Regions from separate parts of the Mus musculus genome. Here regions 2 and 3 are each linked to region 1. A link is a contact called in public HiChIP or PLAC-seq data. All regions are on one chromosome and are shown on one strand. The core of a region is the stretch at or near the end of the contact, and the rest is flanking DNA. Distances in the headings are between cores, read along the strand shown. Region 1 has its middle 35 kb from the start of Hdac4. Region 2 overlaps Hdac4 (histone deacetylase 4). Region 3 has its middle 27 kb from the start of Mir6900.

What was found. HiChIP or PLAC-seq counts read pairs in DNA pulled down with a chosen protein or histone mark.
Region 2: a contact with region 1 is called in an H3K27ac HiChIP or PLAC-seq map of heart atrium, with 3 times the contacts expected there. The contact joins two enhancer-like sites. A contact is called at or near these places in 1 of 115 datasets of contacts at active chromatin or transcription factors (heart atrium) and 3 of 9 other capture datasets (adipose tissue, embryonic stem cells and liver).
Region 3: an H3K27ac HiChIP or PLAC-seq map of SST interneurons shows a contact between it and region 1, with 3 times the contacts expected there. The contact joins two enhancer-like sites. A contact is called at or near these places in 2 of 484 Hi-C or Micro-C datasets (bone marrow-derived macrophages and ventricular fibroblasts) and 10 of 115 datasets of contacts at active chromatin or transcription factors (SST interneurons, astrocytes, double positive thymocytes and 5 more).

The regions. Positions count from the first base shown.
Region 1 is chr1:92,214,238-92,217,232 of GRCm38.p6, reverse strand. No RefSeq gene overlaps it. Among named protein-coding and RNA genes, the nearest start is that of Hdac4, 35 kb to the right of the region's middle. Within about 2 kb of position 1,727, at least 138 of the 459 cell types and tissues checked have an H3K27ac peak or open chromatin away from gene starts, as enhancers often do. A contact at or near this core is called in SST interneurons, astrocytes, heart atrium and 1 more, where this site is marked.
Region 2 is chr1:92,014,457-92,017,818 of GRCm38.p6, reverse strand. The region is part of intron 4 of Hdac4 (histone deacetylase 4); the gene reads left to right. Among named protein-coding and RNA genes, the nearest start is that of Gm46242, 140 kb to the right of the region's middle. Within about 2 kb of position 1,713, at least 20 of the 459 cell types and tissues checked have an H3K27ac peak or open chromatin away from gene starts, as enhancers often do. A contact at or near this core is called in heart atrium, where this site is marked.
Region 3 is chr1:92,435,710-92,439,076 of GRCm38.p6, reverse strand. No RefSeq gene overlaps it. Among named protein-coding and RNA genes, the nearest start is that of Mir6900, 27 kb to the left of the region's middle. Within about 2 kb of position 1,271, at least 105 of the 459 cell types and tissues checked have an H3K27ac peak or open chromatin away from gene starts, as enhancers often do. A contact at or near this core is called in SST interneurons, astrocytes, heart atrium and 1 more, where this site is marked.

The sequences.
Region 1 (2,995 bases), core at 478-2,977:
GAAGGAAGGGAGGGATAATAGGAAAGTTGTGACTTATACACTGGCAACAGAAAAGCAGAAATGACGAAGACTCATAAACAAAGTTTTGGATAAAAAGCAACAGAGTACAGAAGGGCTTCTGCCCTAAGAGTCCCCTGAGCTGAAGTTCAGGTCGCTCACCTGCCACACTGAGACACAGGCCTCTGTAAGACCTGGAACCATCTCCTACAGTGGAACTGAAAGCTTGCAACACGTTCAGAGCTAGCATCTGAAACCAGTGCCAGGACCTAAAACAGCCGTGACCCTGGACTTCTTCGGACGTCTTCGCACGACGTGTGCATGGTTTCCTCTCACTTCTCTTTCTGCACCCTCAGTCTTGGGCCATTCATAACCCTGCGAAACTCCAGGCATTGGGTAACAGTTAAGTGTGTAGGGAAAGCCCAGCATACATGAGGCCCTACATCTAATCCGAAGCACCAGAAACTGTGCGTGGTGGTGCATGCCTGTGATCTCAGTGCTTGGGAATATAGGCAGGAAGGCCAGGAGTTCAAGATCACCCCCGGCTATGCAATGGCTTTGAGGTCAGCCTGGGTCTATGCCTCAAAACAAAAACAACAAAAACAAAGCTTCCCGGTGAACATCCTTTTTTTTTTCACAACTTTTCAGAGAGAGGAAAACAATCCTGGCGCCTGGGACAGCGATGTCACCAGCACTGGGGGAACTCCATCATCTCCCACTATCCTGTGACTTGCACCAGTCAGTCTGTGCTACAGACGTGTCCTTGTAGCTCTTGGGAGCAGATCTCCAGCTTGAAACCACACTTTCCTCTATTTAGTCTCTAATAGGGAAGTCCCACATCTCTGCACATTCTTTAAAAAAAAATGAAAAAAAGAAAAGAAAAAAAAAAGACTTCTGTTGCCAAGAAGTTTTCGAAAGTTACTATTTTTGTAGGACCTATTAAAATGCAGCGCGCTCATTCCCCTGCGCTGACTCGGCAGGAGTTAGGCGCACAGGCCCTATTTCCAGAGCCCAGTTGCCATCTGGGCCATGCGCAGATGTTTTGGCAGGACAAGACCCCTCCAACACAAGTTTTTGTTCATTGTATTAAACAAAAGCAGCCCTGTTAATTTCAGCTTCATTCAGCACCAAGTCTGAAGGGGGTGGGGGGAGGGGGAGAGAATCAATATTTGCTAAGAGGAAAAGAACAAAATCAGTCAGGGGAGAAAACAATTATTTTCTGGCTTTTCATAGAATGTTACAAATAATGATGGCTCAAACCCAAGAAAATAGTTCAAAGAATTGCCCGACATCAGCCCTTTAATCTATGGTTCCGTTTACCCTCTGGTTCATTCTCTCTGAGAGAGACTTGAATCCGTGAAAAATGTTTGTGGGAATACAAACTAATTGCTCCTCTCTGCTGCATGTTCTCAGCTGGGTGAGATCCCAAAAGCAGCCCAGCTCGCAAGGGCAGAAGATGTTTGCCACAGGACAATAGGCCAAGTGTAGGTACTTCTCTGGGAAGTGAGAGTGGTTCACAACCTGTTAGGCACCCTGGAAAATGTACAGAGCCCATACAGGTACCTACAAGGTCGGGCCATGGTAGCCCCTGGACTCTCCCTGCTCAGAGGGCTAGGAAAGTGTGTGCAGTCATGAAAGACAAAGCACTGGCTAATCAGACATGACTCCTTGTGCGCAAGGGGTCACTCAGCACAAGTTATTATTATCTCCTGGAACAAAGAGCTGGCAAGCCCAGACATGAGTCACTTTATTAACCAAGGGATTAGGACTGAATTTCACAAGGCCAGAGGCCGGCCTGTCACAAAGCACTAGTACTTTTCCGGGAAATGAGGGGTTCTCCAGAGAGGAAAACATGAGGTTCCAGGCCCAGAAATCGGGGTCCGAAGTGTGTCTCCTTGCTATTACAGCACAAGGGAGGCCGTGGCAGTGGGAGGGGTCTCAGGCTGCTTCTTACAAGAACACCATGAATTTCTCTGGCTTTTCAGGATTTCCTCTGTGTTCACAGTCAGACGCTGTCAGCCTTGACTCCTGTTGGTAGACCAGAAGGCCAAAGCGGTGCCCTCTGACCCAGCCTGAGCAGAATTGGGCAGAGGTTTCAGCCTTGCCAGAAGGCCTTGCCTTTCTCCTCATCCTTTGCATCCTGTCTACCTAGGTCACCACCTGGGGCTTGGCTCTGCTCCCTTGCTGACCAGGTGGTCCTTCCACCTAATTTGAGATGGACAGCTGCTCTCTGTGTGCTACTTTTACAACTTCCAATGTCTGAACAGAAAGCCCAGAAATGCAGTAACCAGAAGGGGACCAAGCCTTCCAGCTCTAAAGTTCAAGGGCTTGATCTTCCTCAGGACGTGTGGGTGACAGACATTAAGTAACAGTCATAAGGTCTCAGTGGAATTGACCCCAGAACCTGTACTTGGGGTCAGCTGTTTCTCCAGTGATATCCTAGAGTCACCTCGGCTCCCCAAAGCTGGACTTCATGCTCCCATTTCTTCCAGGTATCAGCTACAGTGTAAATGTTTACATCAAAGAAAGGCCAGGTTCTACACTCCAGCCATATGCTAAACATTTACCAGACCTATAAGACCCAGATCACAATTCCCGGATCCCTGGAACTTTGGAGCCTCACTTCTTCCCAGCATGCCCACTGCCTGGTGTCCTCTCCACAACATTAACCCTGAAGCCATGTTGGATCTCAGGCAGGTAGCTGGACCTGTCTCCAGCTCAACCATAGCCACCAGCCACCACAGGACTCTTAGGCAGTCCAACTGCCGGATCACCTCACCCATAGAAGGGAAGAGACATTCCTTAGGTAGCCACTGTGTGCCAGGAACTGAGGTAGGTCCTGCAGGCAACCTGGCTGTTGTGGTTTGAATAAGAGTGTTCCCCATAGGGTCATAGACTTGAATGCTTGGTCACCAGCATTCAAATGGAGTAGCATGATTTGAAAGGACTTGGAGGCGTGGCCTTGGTGCAGGAAGTGTGTCACAGGGGGTGGGGTGGG
Region 2 (3,362 bases), core at 464-2,963, 200 kb after region 1:
TCCCTCTACCTTGGCAGAGTCTTGGATATGGTAGTGAGTTACTACGTGCAGATAGCTGACTTTACCCAGTGTAAAGTCAGCTCTTCCAGAAGGCTTGTTATTATGGTCTGAATTCTACACTCAGTGGTGTCTTCTCACTGGACAGTACAGGCCCAGCCCTTGTGGAACCAAGGAGGGAGATTCTTGTGACAGATACCGTGTGTGGTCAAAGAAAGGAAAGAAGCAAAGCTCCGAGTGCCTGGGTCATAAACGGTCACTGACAGTGTTCTGTGGTAATGGGCTGAGGAACACAGATCTGGTTAGTTCTTTCTGCCCTAGCAACATGACCTCAAGATGTCGTGACACACACAGGACCAGCAGCATTGTTCTGGGGTGTCTTTGGGAATCTGGCCATTATTTGCAATCTGTATCTCTTTAAATTTCAGGTTTGCATGTCTTTTTGACTATAACAGGATACTCGCTTTACTTCTAGTTACTAAGGGAAAATACAGAGAGACTCTTCATCAATGACCTACTCCATGCTCCTGAGTTGGGTGTCTCTGAGCAGAGCTAGTTGTTTAGGGCTGTTTCTTGGAATGGATGATTATAAAATGATTGCACTATTATTTTTAAAAATGTCACCATGTTTGCTTTCCAAAGGTGATTAAAGCAGGTAAAAAGTTAACCTGATGCCAGTTGCCTAGTGACCCATTGAGGGTGCATTACCTGTGGACACCACCACCATACCTTTAAGAACTCTCTGACTGACCCTACTTATTCACAGATGTTATTCTAGCAGCCCTAGAGTCCATGAATATGTGGACTATACAATGGGGCTTTCCTAGAATGGCTGGGAGTAGTCTCTTGGAATGAAGCTTAGTACAAAGTGTTATAACCTGATTTTCCCATAAAGGATAGAAAAATGTTACTGTTCTGAAGTTATTATAAGAACTGGAGCTGGGTTCAGTGGCTCAGTGCCATTGGCTGAGAGGAGCTTAGATCCTGACTTATGTTAGATTTATCTATATATTGACTGCTATCAACAAGGGTGGCCAAGTGAGGATGCAATTTTGAGACTTGGGTTTGGTCCCTTGTCCCATCCATCCAGCTAGGTTGTAACTTGCTGATAACTTCCTCTGACTTTCAGCTGTCCTCCGTGAGACACTGTCCTCTTTAGGGGATGTCTTTCAGAAACAGACTCAAGATAAAACTGTGGAAGTACACATGCCAACCTCATATCAAACTTTCAGAGTGTTTTCACACTCCTTGTCATTTCGTCTTCATTGTGGGGCAATACTGCTGCCCCGTGGAAGCATGGGGAAGGCAGCAAGCAAAGTGTGTGGTGCTTCTGTGAGGATAGACCAAGCCAGGCAGCTGGCCTGCCCATCTTCCCTTCCTGCTGTGTCACCTCATACTCTGCTGAAGCATGCTGCCAGCTCAGGGCAGAGATCCACTTTAGAGGCCATTTTAGTGGCTGTTTGAAATATAAACCAGAGAGCCAGGAGTCTCTGCTGGCCTTCTCTGACCGCCCCCTGCACCCACTGTTGCTAGACACAGTGTTAAGCTTTCTGCAAGTGGCCTTTCTGTGGGGAAGGTAGCCATTGTAGGGTCTGGGCAGGCCTGGGCAGTCTTTCAGTGTTCTCTCAGTCTCTTTCTCTAAGCTGTTATGGGGAATTCCTGTACCCTCTCCAGTTAATCTGCCATACACCCGGCTGCAAATGACCTTTGCCCCATGAATCTTCTTAGTAACTGATTTTCTCAGGAGAGCTCTGGAAAGTTTACATAAACAGGGACATAAAGTTTACATAAACAGACAGTGCCACCTGCTCAGTCTGCCCAGTAAATCTTTGTTGCACACAACCACAGTTGTGACTGGACAGCTCTGAGAAGTCTTGAGGCTCTAACCTCTTCTGGCTTACTTCTATAGCATTAGGGAAGCTAGACTAGGAAGGCTCACTCGGCAGGTTGTGGAGGTATAGCATAGGTGAGAACAGAGCTATAACCTCTGTCCTAGGGGCTGGGGCTAGGTTAGGTCAGCCCCAGGGTGTCTGTGTAGGTATGGTAGCCTGAGAATTTGCCTGGGTCTTCCAGGATAGCCCCACAGGACAGGGACCAGCACCTCTTTTATTATGCCCATGGTATGAATAAGTTGGTGGCCCTGTTTATTTTGCTCATGCTTATGTTTTATTGAAAGTAATCTGAGTGGCTCAATGCCTGGGCCACACAGGTTTGACTGTTGGGGTGGAAACAATTATACAATTGCTGTCACTTTTCCATCACATTCTTGATATGATGTGACTTGAATTTCCCATGCTGAGTAAGTGGCATATTGTGATTCTGATTGGAACAAACTCAGAGCAGTTTACAGTCCCACCCCCTCAGTCTACCCAGTGCTGTAGTTGACTGTGGAAGCTGGTGATAGACAGTCTTGGGAAGAAATCCAACCAGGGAGCTGTAAGGCCTGTGGTTAGAGGGGAGTACAAGAAGGCCTTCTGTGTGCAGCTTGGGCACTTCTAGAAGCATGAACCTTGCAATGTGTGTGTCAGGATTAGCTGTGGCTGCACTAACCTCCTGGCAGCACTATATGTAGTTCATGAAGGTTGGCTTAAGCTCCTCTTTTGAGTGCTCATCCAGCATCAGAGAGATTGGACATATCTCTGGGTACATCTATTTGTCTTCCATAAAGTCTTGCTGGAGATGACATGAGGCAGCATATGAAGTGCACACACTCCATGTGTGAAGTGGAACCATCTTCACACGTGTTTACTGAAACCACATTTGTGTACATTCATATGCGCACATGCTTGGACCTCACAGCTAGTTCATATATTCAAGCATATGCTGAAGGATTAGCTGTTTTCCCATGTGGGCATCATCGAAACTGCTTAGGAGCCAGTCCACCTAAGGTAAAAACTTTATTAGGCTGCCTCTTTGCTTTAGTTTCCTCTTTTAAACTGTTCTTTCTTAGTCAGGGATCTCTAAAGGAACAGAGCTGATATGGTGGAGATAAATATTTTACACACACACACACACACACACACACACTAAAGGAGGTTTAGTAGACTGGCTTACAGGCTTTGGTCTGGTAGTCTCATGAGGGAGAGGCTAAGAATACAGTAATTGCTCAATCTCTGAGGATAGATGTCTCAGTAAGCCCAGTCTGGCACAGAAGTCCTGATCTTCAATCTGTGTTGGAATCCCAAAGAAGTAAGCTATAAATACCAGCCAAGGAATGAATGTATCAGTAACAAGGCAGATGAATTTGCCATTGAGAGTGAAGGCAAGCAAACAAAAGCAAACTTTTCCTTCTTCTATCTCCTTTATATGTGCTGCCACCCTAAGGTGTGGCCCAGATTTAGGGTGGCTCTTTCTACTTCAAATAA
Region 3 (3,367 bases), core at 22-2,521, 220 kb before region 1:
TGTGGCTGCTCCAAGCACATGTAACTTGCATTTAACTTAATTAAAACTTAATGAAATTTAGCACTCAGTTCCCTGGTAGCACTGGGCTCCATTCAGGCACACACAGAACACTGTTGGAGAGCAGGTCAATATTAGGCAGTACAGAAGAGAACACTTTGATCTTCCAGAAAAGCTGGCCTTACTGCTGGGGCCACCTACCTGCCTGCGGCCCCTCCCCCTCCCCTTCTGAAATGGGCCAGCCCTGGGATTCTGTGGTTTGAGTAGCTTGTGAGCCCCCTGAGAAGGGTCAAAGAGAAAGAAAGCATCTTTATCTTGGCTCTGCGTGCTATCCCTGGCTGGGTGGCACTGCTGCCCCTGAAGGCCCACAGAACAGGCATGCAGCGTTGTGAGAAGTAGGTCCTGGGCCACAGTCCAGAGACCTCAGCCATGGTGGCTAGCACGTCAGGACAGAGTCAGGACACTCGGACCCTAAGAGTCCTTCCAAGTGCTTGTTTCTTCCCCTGATGACTCTACTCCCTGGGTGTAGTGTGACACTTGTGATTAGTGTTGCTACAGAAGTCCATCTGCCCATTTCCTGTGTTCACTCGGGCAAAAGAGGGTGAGTATTCTCCAGTCTCCAGGACTAAGCCCTGAGGACTGGTAAATACTCTGGTATGGCATTGATGCAGTCCCTCATCAGTCTCACCAGAGTCTCTACTGCCCTTTAGAGCTTGGATCAGAGCTGAAAGATAACCACACACTTTGAATAGCCCACATTGGCAGCCGCCTCTGCACTTTGAGGATCAGGAACAGGGCGCTGTTTTAACACTGGTTCTGTGTTTTCTGTTGACAGAGGAAGTCCTCATGGACTTAAGGCTCTCGTGGTTTCCTCCATCTTCAGTAGCGCTAGGCTCAGCCTGCAGCCTGGTGGCAGCTGGCATGCTCCCCAGGTATCTGACTGCTGCCAATTGCAACCCTCCACACAGCAGTGGTGCTACAGCAAATAGCCGTTCACCAGGCAAAGCAATTCAGTAAGGGCAGCATGTGACTAGGTGGCCACTTCAGGATGAAGAATACCAGAGGGTTCAAGGACCGGCAGTCAGGCTACACTTTGTAAGTGGGTGCCTGGCCAGTGCAACAGGAATGAACAATGTTCTCTTGCTTGACACGGGCCCCTCTTCTAAAGCCTGCTGGCTCCTAATTGCTTGGAAACATCCTGTGTTCTGTTTACCAAAACGGACTTCTGGATTGGCTGTGAGCAGTATGTGCTGGCGCCAAGGAGCCAGGCAGGCCTGCCCTGGGGCTGATGAGCAAGGTTAGCGCTGTAGCACCAGGCTACAAGGGCGTTGAAAGGAGACAGCTCAGAGCTGGGTGAATGGAGGAAAGAGCCTGAGGCACCCTGGCCTCTTCATCTAATATAAAGCCAGCCCTGAGGGCAGTGCTTCTGCCAGGACCTCAGCCCTCAGGTCCTTTCTTCCTGTTGGGTTTCTTTAGCGGGAAACTCATGTGAAAGGAAGCAAACCCAGGATTAGAAGATGACTGGAATTTGAGGGAAATTGCCCTTTTAAGCTGCAAGGCCCTGGACTTGTCCGGAGACCCAAGCTCTGAGTTTTGGTGTGTCCTGCTCTCTCTGGAATTCTCACCAGACACCCTAGGACCAGAGATTTGCAGTATAGGCTTACCGCAAGGGGTCTTCAAAGCAGTATAACAAAGCACCCAAAAGTGCTTGGCTTTTACTACATTTTTTAGTATCCTGACAGAATGTCAAACAAATCCTTTACACCTGCATTTTCCTAGAACGAGGTGGTGCCAGCAGCAGCAGGATCTTTTTCATGCTGTGCGGATTGAAAGCAGAGGGCCCCTGTCTTCCTGCCAAACTCAGTAGCCTCAGGGCAAAGCGAATGGACTTGCCCAGAGCCAGGGTATTCCAGGGGTGGGAGCATAGCCCAGTGGGCTGTGAATGAGGCTCAGCCAGCAGATCAATGGCAAGAAATGAAATGTGCCTCCTTGTAGCCAACCTGGGAGCCAGACTGAGACAAAGACACATACACACACACACACACACACACACACACACACTGGCTTCCTTCCTCACAGCCCCAGGGGGCACTGCCCAGCAGATGGTAAGATCCAAATGTGGGGATCCTCCATCTCAGACATCCCTAGCACTCCCTGCACCCTTCAGTCCTCTCCACAGCCTGAAGCAGGGAAGTGCAAGATCAGCTTCGAATTGAAGCTATCTGTGGGCCATGCTTTGCCTGCAGGAGGCACAGGGTGTCCACCTGGTTGGCATTCCCTGCATGCAGCCCCACAGATCTGCTTGGCTCCATCCTTCAGTCTGACCTTTAGAGGCTCTGGTTGTTCGGAGAACAACGGAGCAGTGGAGAGGTGAGGGGTGAGGCAGAGCTAGAGAAAGCCTCATGGTGGGTAAGAGCTGGCCAATGTAATAAACTGCGCTGGCTTGAAGGACCCTCTAGCCTGGAAATGGATGCAGGTGTATTTATACAGGAAATGGGTCACGGCTGGTAGGGGCCTGCAGGTATGGCCAGATGTGTGCACCTGCTCTTAATCACTTCATCCTACAAGTCCTCCATCAAAACAGTTACTTTTGACAAGGGTCATTGTGTTATCAACCTGTTAATCCACTGGCTGGTTCAGTTCCAACTTTCTCAGTGACTGGGCTGGAGAGAGTGGCTGTCCCCAGACCCTGTTACTGATGAAACCCAGGTAATGAAAGGACTCTTCCTTTGTGAGAGTGGGAGAGAAGCCTTACTGATCACCTTACGTCACAGACAACCTTCAGGCCCTGAGCTCACTCCTGTCACAAGACAGGAGTAATCCATTGAGGAACTGTAGCCACAAAAAGAAGGAAGCCCCAGCATTCTTAGATACCCCCCAGCACACAGAGGTCCTGTGTGATTTATGTAGAGAGCCGAATGTGGATATGCTGTCTGCGCTGTGCTCTGTACGCTGTGCCTTGGGAGGGACTGGGAGTCACTCCTGATATCCCTGGCTCCTTAGCACTCACATATCTTATATCTGAACTCTTAAGAGTTGTCAGTGGGAGGTTAAAAGGTACCCATCAGCCGATACCCTATCAGCCATGGTGCCTGAGCACAGGGCTCCCACCTAGGGCCATTCTCCAGAGTCTGTATTTTGTTGGTAGTGGTGATAGGTTGGTTTATTTGTTGGTTGGTTTGTTTTTTCGAGGCAAGGTTTCCCTGTGTGGCCTTGGCTATCCTGGAACTCATTCTATAGACCAGGCTATCCTCAAACCCAGAGATCCAACTGCCTCTGCCTCCCCTTAGTGCTGGGATCAAAGGCATGGACCACCACCATTTCAGATTCATTTTTTTTAAAGGCCACATGAGTCATATTGCCACTCTGG